2 separate regions of the Mus musculus genome follow, and region 1 is linked to region 2. A link is a contact called in public HiChIP or PLAC-seq data. All regions are on one chromosome and are shown on one strand. Each heading gives the region's core, a stretch centred on a gene start, on an enhancer-like site or on the middle of the called end of the contact. The rest is flanking DNA. Distances are from core to core; before and after follow the strand shown. Region 1 overlaps Sorbs1 (sorbin and SH3 domain containing 1). Region 2 holds the start of A930028N01Rik (a long non-coding RNA gene).

Region 1 (4,960 bases), core at 54-2,553, 35 kb before region 2:
GGGCAGTAGAGAGAACAAGGGAATTACTGTAGACTATCAAGGAAGCGGGGCCTGATGGCTGAAGGAGACTGGGGAGAAAGGCGAGGAAGCACCGATTCCTCAGACTTTGTGCTTGAGTGAGGGCAGGGTGGCTGTACAGAGCCAGCTTTGGTTTGGAATGTGTTGGGTTGGAGCTGTTTGGAGAACATTCAGGTAGTGTGGCTGGCAGTCAGCTTGGAGACGGACAGAAAGGTGTACAGGTTTGCTGATGGGTTTCCTACACAATCTCACCACCAGTGTTAATGCTGCAAACGAAAGAAACTGAAGCCAAGAAAATCATCTTGTTTGCAAGCTTTAAAAAACAAACAAACAAACAAACAAACCACCAAACAACTCGAGCAGGAGTGCATCTCAGCTGGGCTGCTGCGTTCTTTGTTGGAATCTGGCTTTTCAGTACCCTGTCCACTGACCCTGGGCCTCTCTGTTACACACATGGAAGGCAGCCTGTCCACTGCCCCACACCTCTGTTACACACATGGAAGCAGCTGACTCCAAGTGATCGCTCACTTTATCCTTCCAGTGAGCGTGGTTTTGTTGAAACCCCGTGACTGGTTCTTCGTCGCACAGAAGCTCAGTTCTCCGCCCTGTGTCCCAGCAGTTCAGTTAGCATACATGGGACTCAACACAAACTTCTCAGAGCTGAGCTTCCGAACCTGACTGGTTTGGTTTAATGTCAGCAGCTGCTAATTCTGGTTGTATCTCAGTCACTCAGCCAAGGGTCCCATGGGACTTCTTTCAGCTCTCATCTTTTTAGATTTAACAAAGTCCTAGGAACTCTATGCCCTTAAGCAAAGGCAGTCCCCACTCTGGTCCTCAGTTTCCTCTTGGGAGCAGTGGAACAAATGACCCATCCTTAGGGTAACTGTTTGAGATGGTGTACTTAAAAACATGTGTTGAGCCGGGTGTGGTGGCGCACGCCTTTAAACCCAGCACTCGGGAGGCAGAGGCAGGTGGATTTCTGAGTTCGAGGCCAGCCTGGTCTACAAAGTGAGTTCCAGGACAGCCAGGGCTATACAGAGAAACCCTGTCTCGAAAAACAAACAAACAAACAAAAAAAAAACATGTGTTGAAGCTCTCGGATACTTCTCTTAATAAGATGCCGCAGTGTACCTCAACCATCTGGGGAAAGCATTCTTTTGTCAGCTTTGTTATCAGAAAGAAAACATTTGTCTGGAGCAACTGCATTCCCAGAGGTTTCCTGAGTGCTGGCTTGTGGATCTGTGGGAAGCAGGAAGAAATGGGTGGGGCACAGAGAGCAGGCAGGCTGGGTGGGGGAGTGCCGAGGGCTGCTGAGATAGATGAGGCCAGGCAGCTGTGGGAGACTAACGGTGGGCTGAAGCGCTGGCTGAGGGTGAAGTGATTCAGAGACACAGGTGGCAGGTGGAAGTTGTCCAAGTTACCCGCCAACAGCAAGGGCCAGGCAGGGCCCTCATGCCACCAAAGTCCTCTGTCCCCTTAGCTGGGGGCTGACAAAGGACAGTGGATAGCTCTTCAGTTGGGGGTTGTACAAAAGGGAGAAAATGGGATGTTACACTGATGTTTAATTAGGAAACCCAAAGTTTAAAAGCCAGTTTAGATGAACGTCCACCTTTTTGAAAGTGGTATCTGTAGAACTACATTCTGGGTTCACCATTTTTAATGGGAGCTGATTTTTTTTTTTTTTAATCAGAATCTTGGGGTGAGAGGGCAGAGTGTTTATGAGCATATCCTGTGGCCCAAAAGCTTTAGGCCTGACCCCTGAGCCTAGGAAAGCCAAATCCTTTTCTCTGGAGGTATGGATGGTCCCTCCAAGCAAACTTCGGTCAGTTTTCAAGTCAGGAAATGAAGGGGTTTTTTTTGTTGTTGTTGTTTTTTTGTTTTTTTGTTTTTTTTTTTTTTGGTTTTTCGAGACAGGGTTTCTCTGTATAGCCCTGGCTGTCCTGGAACTCACTTTATAGACCAGGCCAGCCTCAAACTCAGAAATCTGCCTGCCTCTGCCTCCCAAGTGCTGGGATTAAAGGCGTGCGCCACCACCGCCCAGCCTGAGGCACCTTATTAAGAGCAGTATCCGAGAGCTTCAACACACGTTTTTAAGGACACCATCTCAAACAGTTCCCCTGAGGATGGGTCATGTGTTCCATTGCTCCCAAGAGGAAACTGAGGACCAGAGTGGAGACTGCCTTTGCTTAAGGACATAGAGTTCCTAGGACTTTGCTATATCAAAAAGAATACGAGTCAGGATCTCTAAATTAACTTTTTTTTTTTAAAAAGGAATTTCGAAATTCATGGTTGTACATATCAAGACATATCATTACTCAGCCCATATGCCACCTTTCGCATTTAGAAAATGTAGCCTTTTATTCGTTCCGAACATTCATTGGGTGTCCTTGTGCGCGGTAGAGTCCACGGGCTCTTAGAAATCAAGGCAAGCCGAGGGAAATAGGTCAGTCCAGCCTGGTTCTCTGAGGTTTCTCCAAGTAAGAGATGAGCCTAGAAGGCTGCTTAGCACTTCCTTGGTTTGCGTGTTTCTCAGCCTTGAGATGGGGTTCTCTCATCTTTTGGGTTCCAGTGACTTCTTTTTTCTGTTTCAGCTGAGAAAGGGAAATTCTTTTCATGTATGCTGTCTATAGTAAGAGGGAGGGACCTGTAGCCTCAGGGTGGAGCCCTGAAATCGCTCTTGCAGAGCCCTTAGCCTGTGGTGAGCATGAGGTAGCATGAGCGGCAGCTGTGAGGGTTGTTAATAGTGCTGGGGGGGGGGGCACTTATCCACTGAACAGTGGGGACAACACTGTGTCTTAGCAGAGCATCCTTTCTTCCTTGATTCCTGGGTTCTGGAACCACTTGCTCCTGGGGTAGAGTCCTGACAGATGACGATTGGTGGTAATGATGTCATGAAACGCAAATACCCTTGACTCCTGCACCATTCGAACCACTACCTTGTTGGCCAGAGGGAAGTATTCCAAGACACCATCAGAGAACACGAGCTACATAGCACCCAGTGGTGTCACTAGGGTTCTGGCTCTGCAATCTGCTGATCCTGCCTGCTTTGACAGGCTGTCTAATCTATCGGTGCTTTATTTTCTTATCTGAAAACTGTGTGTGTGTGTGTGTGTGTGTGTGTGTGTGTGTGTGTGTATTAGAGAGAGAGGATGACCAACAGGCACTTAGCACAATGCCTTTTATGTGGTCCATATCCAGGCACACGAAGTCACACACTCATACATACAAAATAAAAACAAACAGACCTTTGAAAACCTAAATGAAACCGTAGCTGGAGAGATGGCTCAGCAGTTAAAAACTTGTGTAGCCTCTGCAGAGGACCCAAGTTCAGTTCCCAGCATCCATATGATGGCTCACGACCATTCATGACACAGGTTCCTGAAGATCTAGTACTTTCTTCTAACCACTGTGGGTACCAGGCATACATGTGGTACACATACATATACATGCGGGCAAAACATTCATATGCATATATAACATACATTTAAAAACAGAGTTCATATTTACAAGTAAATGAAGCACATAAATAGATGGCAGTGTATGTGGATGATACATACTGTCAGGCTCTGACAGCAGTGTATATGGATATGATACATACTGTCAGGCTCTGACAGCAGTGTATATGGATATGATACATACTGTCAGGCTCTGACAGCAGTGTATATGGATATGATACATACTGTCAGGCTCTGACAGCAGTGTATATGGATATGATACATACTGTCAGGCTCTGACAGCAGTGTATATGGATATGATACATACTGTCAGGCTCTGACAGCAGTGTATATGGATATGATACATACTGTCAGGCTCTGACAGCAGTGTATATGGATATGATACATACTGTCAGGCTCTGACAGCAGTGTATATGGATATGATACATACTGTCAGGCTCTGACAGCAGTGTATATGGATATGATACATACTGTCAGGCTCTGACAGCAGTGTATATGGATATGATACATACTGTCAGGCTCTGACAGCAGTGTATATGGATATGATACATACTGTCAGGCTCTGACAGCAGTGTATATGGATATGATACATACTGTCAGGCTCTGACAGCAGTGTATATGGATATGATACATACTGTCAGGCTCTGACAGCAGTGTATATGGATATGATACATACTGTCAGGCTCTGACAGCAGTGTATATGGATATGATACATACTGTCAGGCTCTGACAGCAGTGTATATGGATATGATACATACTGTCAGGCTCTGACAGCAGTGTATATGGATATGATACATACTGTCAGGCTCTGACAGCAGTGTATATGGATATGATACATACTGTCAGGCTCTGACAGCAGTGTATATGGATATGATACATACTGTCAGGCTCTGACAGCAGTGTATATGGATATGATACATACTGTCAGGCTCTGACAGCAGTGTATATGGATATGATACATACTGTCAGGCTCGACAGCAGTGTATATGGATATGATACATACTGTCAGGCTCTGACAGCAGTGTATATGGATATGATACATACTGTCAGGCTCTGACAGCAGTGTATATGGATATGATACATACTGTCAGGCTCTGACAGCAGTGTATATGGATATGATACATACTGTCAGGCTCTGACAGCAGTGTATATGGATATGATATATACTGTCAGGCTCTGACAGCAGTGTATATGGATATGATATATACTGTCAGGCTCTGACAGGAGTGTATGCGGATGATACATGCTATCAGGCTCTGACAGCAACTTTGAAGGAAGTGAATGCTGGGCATTGTGGTGTGTGCCACTTGTCCTAGCTACTGAGGAAGATGAAGCAGCAAGATCACCCAAGCCAAAGGCTCAAAACAAAGCGATGCCTGTGGCCAGGGCACATAGAGTTCCAAGTTCTGATTTTCTCACTTGCTGATTTTCCTGGAGGCCACAGGTAGCTGGGGTTGTTCTTTTTCTACTGGTGATTTTGATGTTTC
Region 2 (4,819 bases), core at 1,032-3,531:
GAAAGGAGCGCTTGCTTCTGAGCTGAAATGAGTGAACAGAGTTGATTCATTCACTCATTCATTCAAAACATTTTTTGGATACGTCCTGTGGTTTATACACATAGGAGAAAACCCTGTTCCTAGAAGAAGTAAAGTGAGTTGAACCAAGCTCTGACAGAAAGGGCATCGATAGAGTGGGTAGTTTGGAGACCCTGAAGGTTTGTGTGGCCAGCACATGGTTCATGGAGGTGAGGTTAGAGATGAAAGTTAAGATGTCAGGGTGAGACCAGGTTCTAGACTGCAGCTGAGATAGGTTTGGATTTTATTCTGCAGGCACCAGGAAGCCACTGAAGGCTTTTAAACTGAGTTGTATGGTGATTGTGCCTGTTCTAAGGAGCAGATGGAGCGTGGGATTCAGAAAGGAGGGACAAAGATGATGTTGGTTAGGAAAAATGAAGTCAGTCATGGTACCCTTAGCTAGAACAGAGTGACTTTATGTAACCATGGAAATGCATAAGATTCCCAACAGAGAGTCGGGGTAAAGAGAAAGAGTCAGTGAAGGAGGATAAAATAGAGCAGCAAGACAGGCACAGGTCTAGGAATGCTCACTTTTATAGAACAGAGCTTGTTGCATCTGGCCAGCAGTGTTGCCTGCCTCTTAGAGACCAGGAGAGAGGGGTCCTTGCACACAGTAACAGGGACAGGACAACAAGGAGAGACAGACTCGGGTCTGGAGGGGAGGAAGATTAAGGTCTTGTAGAAAATAGGGGACAGAATACGAGACACTCTGTTGAGAGTAGGGTACTAGAACCAGCAGAAGAACTCAGCTGGGGACCTCCGAGCCACAGGGGACCTTTAGAACTAAGGCCAAAAGGGTACATATTTTCTCTGGTCTTTCTCCACGGTTTGCAGACAGACAAGCAGAGTTATTTTAAAGAACATTCTCTAGCAAAGCAGTTATAGTGGAAATTAAGGGGACGGGCAGTTTCAGAAGCTAGTGAGGACATACATGTATTACACATCCAGCGGTAGGAATCCAAGCTAGGTAAGAAATAAATACAGAAACAGGAGACAAGGTATTCACTTACCAACTTGAAAGCTATCTTCATCTCTCCCATTCCTCGTTACGAGACCTTCCCACTCACACCCAGATCCTTCCACCAAGATCTCAACACACTGGGACAAGTGGTGAAAACAGGATCCTGTGTGTGACAGTCAGTACAAGCCTGTTAGTGCTTTAAGCCAGCGCCATGTGCTGTCTAATCTCTCTTACTCCACATTGGAATTCACTGGCATTATTGGAAATGGCATTTGATTGGCACATTTACAAAATGCTGGTGCTACCGTGGTGTTTTAAAATGAATTGTGACATTGGTGGTGCACATTAGATGCCCCAGAAGCATTTGGTAAGAGGAGAATGAAAACAAAGCTCTCCCTTGCTGCTGAAGCTGATGCCAGTTTCACAATGAGCCTCACTGTTATCAGAGCACAGAGCAGCACAGACCAGATGTCCTAGGCCAAAGAGCAAGTCAACAAAACCTTATCTGCAGCTATCCTTGGGTGGAGCAGAAGCAGTGAGTTTTCGGGCTGTTCGGAAGAGGGCCCCCACACAGTGAGACAATGGGAATGTGCTATCTTAGTTTTAATTAGTATTGCTCTGAGGGGTTTTGATATTTTTATTAATTTGTTCTCTCATATTTTATCCAGACACCAGTTTTCCCTGCCTCCTCTTTTCCCAGTCCCTCTCCCCACCCCTGGGTCACAAAACAGGAAAAAGTGTCAGAAGTAGCTGCTGCTCCCTCTATTAGGAGTCCCACACAACACTGAGCTGCACAACTACAGAATATATGCAGAGGGCCTAGGTTAGACCTATGCAGACTCCCTGACTATTGTTTCGGTCTCAGTGAGCCCCTAAGGGTTTGCTTGTGGTGTCCTTGACCCGTCTGGGTCTTACTCTGTAAGCCAGGAGCTCAATGTGCAGCACAGAGTGGCCTTAGACTCAGTGACGTCTTCCTACCTCAGCTTCCTACATGCTAAGAACACAAACATGAGCCAATACATTTAACCGGGAATGTACAATTTTCTGCCTGTGCATAATCTATCCCGTTTGTACAATTGCTTTTTGTTCTCTAACATTGATTGCCAGAATTTAATAATCCTGGAACTAAATAACTGCTTATTATTCTTAATTATCTACCTATATTATCCTATTATAAAAAGGGGCGTGGTTAACTTTAAAGGTAGTAAAGTGGATAGAGGCTAGGGAGAGGCTGTAGACAATAAAGGTTTCCCATGGTAATGAGGAAAAAAAAAACAACTAAGTTTAACCATTACTTGATCATCAGAAGTCCCCCAACCCCTGTTGGCCTTAATTGATTTAATGCATTTCTTCAATGCTAGAGCACTAGTCAATAAAATGCTTTCAACATTAAGTGGGAAACATTACATCGATGCTGGGTTTACAGTGTTGGGATTTGTAGATGGGCATCAGATTCTGTCGGCAGCTGAGCCACTCACTGGTCCTTCCTCTGGTTTGTAGGTGTAGCTACCAAGCGTTATATAGTTATGTGCCACAGAACGATGATGAGTTGGAACTCCGAGATGGAGATATTGTTGATGTCATGGAAAAATGTGACGATGGATGGTTTGTTGGTAAGAATCCCATCATGCTTTTCTTCCTAGTAGTGTATTGGAAGAAGGACTAAGAATGATGAGACATGTAAAAAGCAATCTTCCAGCCCCTAGGAATGCTGGGCCACTCATCTCAAGGTCGTATGAATGTCACTGAGTAGAACCTAAAGCCAAGATATGCCAGAGTCTATGTCAGACCGCAGTGCCACATTTGTCACTGCTGTTAATTGGGTTCCGTTTATATTTCTATTGTGTATATGTCTTTAATATTTAAAGATTCCACCTTTAAAACTCTCAAGAAACAACACAAGGTCTGGACAGTGGTAGTTCATGCCTTTAATCCAGCACTTGGGAGGTAGAGGCAGGCGGCCGATTCTATAGAACGAGTTCCAGGACAGCCAGGGATATATATAGAAGTCCTGTCTCAAAAAAAAAAAAAAAACTACCAGGGTGGGGGGTGGACAGGAGTGGAGAACACGAACATGACTAGGTCTCCACCATAAAGTTCGAGCACATGTGTGGATGTTCCTCACATCATTGTAGTTATTCTAGGCTTCTAATAACTTGAAGAAAAGCAACCAGCTCAAATAATAAAACAAAGGAGGGTTCTGCAAGGCTCAGTGGTAGAACATTTGTTTAAAGCATGAGGCCTGGGTTTGTCTCTGAGTACCACAGACTTCACGCACACTTACCAACCTCTTAGAAAATGCTCTGTCCTCCCAGAAGCCAGGCCTCCCTGTGGAGTTCTTTACAAAAGAAAGTCTTATCAGGAAGCTAAAGGCCACAGAGCATACTGCAGCCCCATAGAAACAGTAGGTGTGCCAAGTGTAAAACTGAAAACTTTAGACAGGCCGCATTGAAAAAGTAAAGAAAAACCTATTAAATTAGTCCTGATGTCTTAATGAATCTTGAGCTGTACAGCAAGACTGTTTCAAGAGAAAAAAAAGAGAGAGGAGAGAAAGATAGACGAAGAGAAAGAAGGAGAGGTTGAGAATAAATTTGCAGTGAGATTCCTCTAGGAGTGCTTCTATCTCCAGCCGGTGGGAAGGGACACCAGTTCTCCAATGAAGGCGGTGTCCTGGCTGAAGGAAGGGTGTTGGGCTGAGTATCTTCCTTGCACACCTCAGTTATCTTCAGAAGGGACCTAATATGGATTTTGCAACCCAACATTTTTCATCAGCAAGGACAGAGTATTGGGATGAACAGTGGGGCTGGAGACAGAAGACCTGGGTTCAGATTCTGTTAACTCTGAGCCTGGGTCCTCCTCCTCACTGCCCATCATTTTATAGCCCAAATGATACAGCTTTGCAAATCACAGTGTGAGGTTGTTACCAAGGGGGGACTCTACAGCATCTCCAGCATCTTCTCTGAACTCAGTTGTATGTGCCCTCTCATTCTGTGTCTGTTTTTTTGTTTGCTTGTTGTGTTTCTTCCAGGCACTTCGAGAAGGACGAGGCAGTTTGGTACTTTTCCAGGCAACTATGTAAAACCTTTATATCTATAAGAAGACTAAAAAGCACAGAGATTATTTTTTATCGGAGGATGAAGCATCATTCATGAACTGGTCTCTTTATTTAAGTACTGAGTCAGTAAGAAAACTAATGCAGTTGGTAAAGAAAGAATTCAAAGAAGGAACAGAGAAGTGTGTTTGAAACCCATTGTGTATCAGGGATTAACTATCTGCTGAAGACATCTGTATTTACATGACTGCTTCTGGGAGCTGCTCTAGCCCCCGCTGCTTGGGGAATCTGATCTGGAGCATGTCCATGAGCAACATTAGCCAAAAAAAAAAAAAAAAAATGTGCCCAGTCTTTACCCACTCCCATTTTAAAGAGGTCCCTTGGGGCTAGATAAGTCAGTCCCCATCCGTGTTCCACAGGTCATAGCCTGAGCATCACTGACAACTCCTGCCTCTGTTCCTGAGTATCCCAGAGCCAGCAGACCTCAAGTGCTGCTAGAGGCTGGTCTGGTTTTGAAGTTTTCCTTCAGCACCATGACTTGATGAAGTCTAGGGGAAGAAATGGTGGCAGACCAGGTGCCCTAGCACTCAGCCTTCTGGGTGATATTGCCTCTTACTGCCCTGATACTCAGACAGAAAGCCATGCCATGTGTGTCCCGAGCTTGGGAGCAGGTGGCCTGGCAGATGGGCTACATTTGTGTCTCCACATGATTAAGCCACACCTTGGGGCTCTGGAAGTCACTTGGAGTG

Evidence for each region. HiChIP or PLAC-seq counts read pairs in DNA pulled down with a chosen protein or histone mark.
Region 1: an H3K27ac HiChIP or PLAC-seq map of extraembryonic endoderm stem cells shows a contact between it and region 2. The contact joins the enhancer-like site here to the promoter of A930028N01Rik in region 2. A contact is called at or near these places in 3 of 484 Hi-C or Micro-C datasets (embryonic stem cells and stem cell-derived neural progenitor cells), 4 of 115 datasets of contacts at active chromatin or transcription factors (embryonic fibroblasts, embryonic stem cells, extraembryonic endoderm stem cells and 1 more) and 3 of 9 other capture datasets (adipose tissue, liver and pancreatic islet).

The regions. Positions count from the first base shown.
Region 1 is chr19:40,328,399-40,333,358 of GRCm38.p6, reverse strand. The region is part of intron 20 of Sorbs1 (sorbin and SH3 domain containing 1); the gene reads left to right. Among named protein-coding and RNA genes, the nearest start is that of A930028N01Rik, 34 kb to the right of the region's middle. Within about 2 kb of position 1,303, at least 28 of the 459 cell types and tissues checked have an H3K27ac peak or open chromatin away from gene starts, as enhancers often do. A contact at or near this core is called in adipose tissue and extraembryonic endoderm stem cells, where this site is marked.
Region 2 is chr19:40,294,344-40,299,162 of GRCm38.p6, reverse strand. A930028N01Rik (a long non-coding RNA gene) reads right to left here and starts at 2,281. Exons shown (of 2, transcript XR_386702.4): 1 at 1,068-2,281. It overlaps Sorbs1 (sorbin and SH3 domain containing 1), which reads left to right. Exons shown (of 29, transcript NM_178362.1): 28 at 2,519-2,631; 29 at 4,047-4,819. The coding sequence ends at 4,114.